2 separate regions of the Muntiacus reevesi genome follow, and region 1 is linked to region 2. Evidence: chromatin contacts called from public Hi-C data. All regions are on one chromosome and are shown on one strand. Each heading gives the region's core, a stretch centred on a gene start, on an enhancer-like site or on the middle of the called end of the contact. The rest is flanking DNA. Distances are from core to core; before and after follow the strand shown. Region 1 holds the start of P2RX3 (purinergic receptor P2X 3). Region 2 holds the start of TIMM10 (translocase of inner mitochondrial membrane 10).

Evidence for each region. A called contact is a pair of places that touch in the nucleus more often than the background predicts.
Region 1: a Hi-C map of muscle shows a contact between it and region 2, with 4 times the contacts expected there. The contact joins the promoter of P2RX3 here to the promoter of TIMM10 in region 2. A contact is called at or near these places in 2 of 3 Hi-C or Micro-C datasets (blood and muscle).

The regions. Positions count from the first base shown.
Region 1 is chr9:3,452,129-3,454,828 of mMunRee1.1, reverse strand. It overlaps P2RX3 (purinergic receptor P2X 3), which reads left to right and starts at 1,301. Exons shown (of 12, transcript XM_065945132.1): 1 at 1,301-1,419. The coding sequence starts at 1,301.
Region 2 is chr9:3,241,595-3,244,294 of mMunRee1.1, reverse strand. It overlaps TIMM10 (translocase of inner mitochondrial membrane 10), which reads right to left and starts at 1,363. Exons shown (of 3, transcript XM_065944461.1): 1 at 1,282-1,363; 2 at 670-786. The coding sequence starts at 740.

The DNA.
Region 1 (2,700 bases), core at 52-2,551, 210 kb before region 2:
CTATCACCCTGGGACTGCAGAAGCCAGCCACCCCCACAACCCCACCTTCTAGAGTCCTAGGGTGCATCTTGCAAAATCAGAGGCGGCCAGACTTGGGAGAGATGTCTGGGTTTGTCCACTCCAACCTCTTTTTGCAGATGGGGAAAACTGAGGCCCTTACGGCAGTAGCCCCGGGGGTCTCAGTTGGCGACAGAGCTGAAGACAGATCTACCTACCACAGTCTAGCACTCCTCTGTCATCCTCACCGTGACTCTACATTCAGAATGACTGACAATACTTGTCGAGCATGGAGACATTAGGGCAGAATGTTGAAACTCAACATTTCTCTGACAGTCTGACGTGAGGTTACACCAGTAGCTTCGATTCTGGGACAAGACACAACGTGAACACACCATTGCTCCCTGAACTCATGGTGTTACCCTCTGGACGATGGCTGTTCCCACACTCTCTAGCAACATAAATTCAACTAGATTCAGTAAATATGCATTGAGCTCCGACACGGTGGTAGGATTTGAGGAAACTAGCAAACAAGATGGAAACAGTTCCAGGCTTCCAAGAGCATGTAATCAAACAGATGATTCAGATCAATACTCTGACAGTAAAACAACTCCCACAAAAAACACCCAGCGTTATAATGCAATGCTGCAAGTAGAACCTTAGCCACTGCCAGGATGGATAGGAAATAGAAACTAAGTGACTCTTTAGTCACCCTCTCCCGTGAGGCCAGGAGAAAGGTTCAGGGGACCCCCCCACCCCCAACCCATGCTGTTGCTGGCAGCTCTTGAAAAGAGGGGAGTGTCTGTAGAATTGAGCGCTATAGGAAGACAGGAATGAACTCAGCTCAAGCAGGCTGCTGGGTGGGTGGGGTGGGGTATTACAAGGGGCTTTCAGGAGAGCGTGGAGCAGCTGGTGAGCTGGGATGGAGACGCAGCACAAGAGAACAGAACCTAAGCGGTAGACAGAGTGCAGATAAAGCATAAGTCCCAGAGGGCCCCAGCCAGCTGCATCCCAGGCAATCAGGAGCCTGGGATTGGAGACCCCACCCCTGCCATGACATCACAGGGGAGTGGGGTGGAAACCAACAAAAAGGGGGTCACCCACCCTGGTCTTGGACTCTTGGCAGACCTGAGGGTGGAAAGCAGAGAGGCTGAGCCCCGGGGCTAGGGTTGCCTGACTTAAAGGAACAGGCTCCACATTCCTCAAGCCCCCTCTAAGCCGCCCCACCCCCCAGCCTCCATCCGGATGACCCCTCCCTCCTGAGTCCACCATTGGGTCTCTCCTGAGGGGTCATTCTCTCAGCATGAACTGCATCTCAGATTTCTTCACCTACGAGACCACCAAGTCGGTGGTCGTGAAGAGCTGGACCATTGGGATCATCAACCGAGCGGTTCAGCTTCTCATCATCTCCTACTTCGTGGGGTGAGTCTCTGGCCCCCAGGACCTAGAAACCTGAGGTCCTAGCGACCCCAAGGGCCGCCCCCGGATCCCATCCTCCCCTGCCTCCCCTCAGTTTTGCTGCCCAGCTGCCTAAGTGTCTCCCCTGTGGGGGGGCAACATCCTCATCTGTGGGGCCCCATCCGAGGCACTGGCCTCCGCTGCCATCATCGGGGAGTTCTTTCTTCCACTAAACCCTCCAGAGTTGGACCGCGGCCATGCACCCCGAGGAGGGGAGCTGTGGCCCCTCCACCGTCTCCCCTTCACTGTCTCGTCTCCCCCAGCCCCAGCCAGAGAACAGACCACCCCCCCCCACCCACACACACACCTTCCCATTGCCTTCAGCCAACTCTTCAGGGCCTCAGAAAGACGGGGGAGCCAGGGGAAGGGAGGGGAAGGCGATGAGACAAGGGAATCGGTGACAGGTTGACCAGGTGGATGGCGGAGAGGGCGTGGAGAAGAGACGGGCTGGGCAAGATGCTGTGAGAACGTGGAAGGGGAGCCCTCGCTCTCTGAGTGCAGGACAAAGCGGGGAGTTGGGGTGGGGGACCCTGCCCCTGTGGGGAAACGGGTGGCGGGCTGAAACGGGTGCAGATACCCCTCCAGGGAAGATTTACTGCAGAGAAAGGAGGCTTTTCTGAGCATGACATAGGGCACCACCCCCTCAGGGGCCAGAAATACTCCCCTTTGTCCGAGACCATCAGTGCCCTGCATCCGCCTGACTTCATGCCCTAGAACCCATCCTGGGAGTTGCTTAAGAACCAGGGAGGTCCAAACACCCCCTCTCGGCTCCCACCTCTTGCAAGTGCACAACGCACACACATACACACATGTATACACAAAGGTTCGTGAAACAATGCCTGGGGGGAGACACAGGTTCTGTCCTTCTCACGGTCATTCAAATCAGGAAAACGGGACAGAAACCTCGGAGGTCTGTTTCTTTTTTCCTGGCATTTGGGTCTCTCGCCTCACACTGTTCCTTGAGACAACGGGTCTGCGTGTGGGAGACACTGATGACCGTCAGGAGTTCATGTTGGAAGGTCAAAGGAGACCCGTGTGTGTGGGGGCTGGGGCCGCAGGAGTGGACCTGCTGGCCCACCAGGCCGGGGTAGCGCATGGGAAAATGGGTGGACGTGGATGAAAGAAATTCTTAGCAGCTCCACACGCATGCTGAGAACCAGCGGGTTTCATTCATGCGGTGTGTAGATGAGGCCGCACATGCAGTCTCCTCGCGGAGACATTAGAGGGGAGATTCAAGCTTTGGGA
Region 2 (2,700 bases), core at 114-2,613:
CCCAAACCGCCAGGTGGTCACGGGCACTAGTCAGGAGTCAGACTGAGGTCCGGAGGTTGCTACTGACAAGCTGTGGACCCTGAGCAAGCTACGGAACCTCTAGAGCCTCAATGTCCTCACCTTAAAAGTGAGACAAGGGAACTCGGTGGAGAGTATTAAAAAACCATGCCTAGAGAGTGCTCCACACGTGACTGGGATGGAGGAACCACTTCAGAAACGCTGACTGCTAAACGGGTTACTTGCGGTCTGTCAAAAGGCAACTAACTGCTCTACTGTGCCCAGAACCCAACCAGAGCCAGGGCTGGGCTTTCTCTTCCTGCTCGGCTCCGCCATCATCAATTCCATCCCAATCCCAATGTCCAAGTCCTTCTAGTGAGTCCGCCCTTAACCATGGGGGTGGGTGGAGAAGGAAACGGCAACCCCCTCCAGTCTTCTTGCCTGGGAAATCCCATGGACAGAGGAGCCTGGCTGGCTACAGTGCAAGGGGTGGTGACTGAGCCACCAGGCATGCATGCGTAGGGGTGGGTGCTGGGAAGGTAAGTATGGACCTCAGTTTATCTTATTATCTAGATTGAGACGAAGATTATTCGGAAGTCGCCCATCTCTGCCCTTGGAAAGGATGACCCGGGAGCCTTCTCTAAGACAAGGGAGCGGCAGGATCGGCCTTACCTGTTGTACATGTCGGCCATCATCTCTACCTCCAGCTCCGCGGCCAGCTGCTGGGCCCTGAGTGGGTCCATCTCAACCGTGCGCCCTGGAAGAGATCTCCTGCGGACCTCCTAGTTCCTGGGGGAGGAGGGGGACATCACGGTCAGCAGCCAGCCCTCCCAGTCGCTTTCCGGGCGCAGGGGCTGCAGGACATGGAGGAATCGCAAGGGGCATTCGACCAGGAGGGGCCGCTAACCTCGGGGAGCTCAGGCACCCCGCGACGGACGTGGGAACCGAGGCCCCGAAGGAGAACGCGGCCCCGCCCAAGGTCGCAGAGCCGGCGACGGCGGGCCTGCAGAGCGGGTCCCGGCGCCTTGACGCCCGGCCCCTCGAGGTGGCGTCTCTCCGGGAGAAGAGGGGGCGTCCGGAACTGGGCCCCAAACGGCCAGCACGAACGCGCGGGGCCCTGCGGATCCGATGCGACGCGGCCCTGCGGGGCCGGGCCCGGGGCGACGGCCCTTGAGCGGCGGCGCCGTCGTCGAGGTCGCCGCGCGCTCTGAGCCTCTCCCCGCGGCCCGGGCCTGTCCCCGCGCCCCCGGGGCCCCCGGCGTAAAGCACACGCCACACACTCACCGCGCGCGCGGCCGGGGCAGGGCGGAAGCACGTGGGGCGCGGCCAGCGGGAAGTCCCGCCTCTCTTCCGCTCAGGCCGTGCTTCCGGAGTGAAGACCCCGCCGCGGGCGGCGCCGGGAAATCCGCCACCATAGAGAGGGAGCGGCCGGCTCCGGCCGGAGGCGAGGGAGTCCTCCAGGTGCTAGAGAGGACTGCAGGGTACCATAGAGGCTGCGGCGGGGCGTAGAGCGCCCGCAGCCCAGGTAGAGTTCGGGCCCCTAGCGGGGATGGCAGAGCGATTTGAGTTTATCGGTTCTGTCAGAGCGGGCAGGGGTACCGAGCTCGGTGAGCCTCACCCTCCGCCCCCGGGGGTGCTGAGGTCGGAGTGCAGGTCTGGTGCAGAGAAGGAAGGACGTCCTCACCCTGCAGCTCTCAGATGCGTGTAACCCCACCTGGGCCGCCTAAAATCACCCCAGTGTCCAGGGCCCACCTCGCACCAAATAAATCGGAGGCCCTGGGGCTAGGACCCAGGCTTCGGCATGTCGTGGGAGTGTGTAATTTCCTCGGTTCTGCCTCGTAACAGCAATAATTTGAAGCGACGGAGGTTAAACCCTTGGATAACTCCGTGTTACAGCTGTTTTATTTAGAAAATAAAGGAAAATACATCTTCCGGGCGTGAGGGAATGCCGATCCAAAGGGCGCGAAGAGCGGAGAGAGGAGGAGAGCTCCGGCCCTTTGGCTCCTCTTAAGTCCCCCCCGCCCCCGGGCCTGCCCTATGTAAATTGGGCTAGCCAGGAGTGCTGTTTGTTCTACCTGAGGTCCTCACTCTGGTCCTCAGACTTCCCTTTGTTCTATTTTCGCGGACTTTTCCCTTCCTTGTGTTTTAGCCACCGCCATTCTGGGCTCATTTTTCCTATTCTAACTACCTAACAGGTCCGTTGTAGAATTCCCCAGCGATTCCCCTGTGCAGCCAGGTGTGAGAACCAGAGCTCAAGAGGGCTTTCGGGTGAATACAGCTGTGCGGAGGTCCCTGAACCATCTCTGGGGTTGCAGCGAGTGCGAGGTTCCTTCTTGCACAAAGAGGAGTCAAGTACACAGTATGTTTAATTCAACTCCTGTTAGACGCCCGGGACCATCTCTGCATAAGATGATTAGGCAGCCATTACAGCTGCCGCCAGAGCTGACCTAGTATTTTTGGGTGAAGAAGAAGGGTATTTGTGAGTGTATGTGAGTGGGAAGGGTATTAGTCGCTCAGTCGTGTCCAACTCTTGGCGACCCCATGGACTGTAGCCTGCCAGGCTCCTCTGTCCATGGGGGTTCTCCAGGCAAGAATACTGGAGTGCATTTTCATGCCCTCCTTTAGGGGATCTTCCCAACCTAGGATCAAACCCAGGTCTCCCACACTGCAGGCAAGTTTTTTACCATCTGATCCACCAGGGAA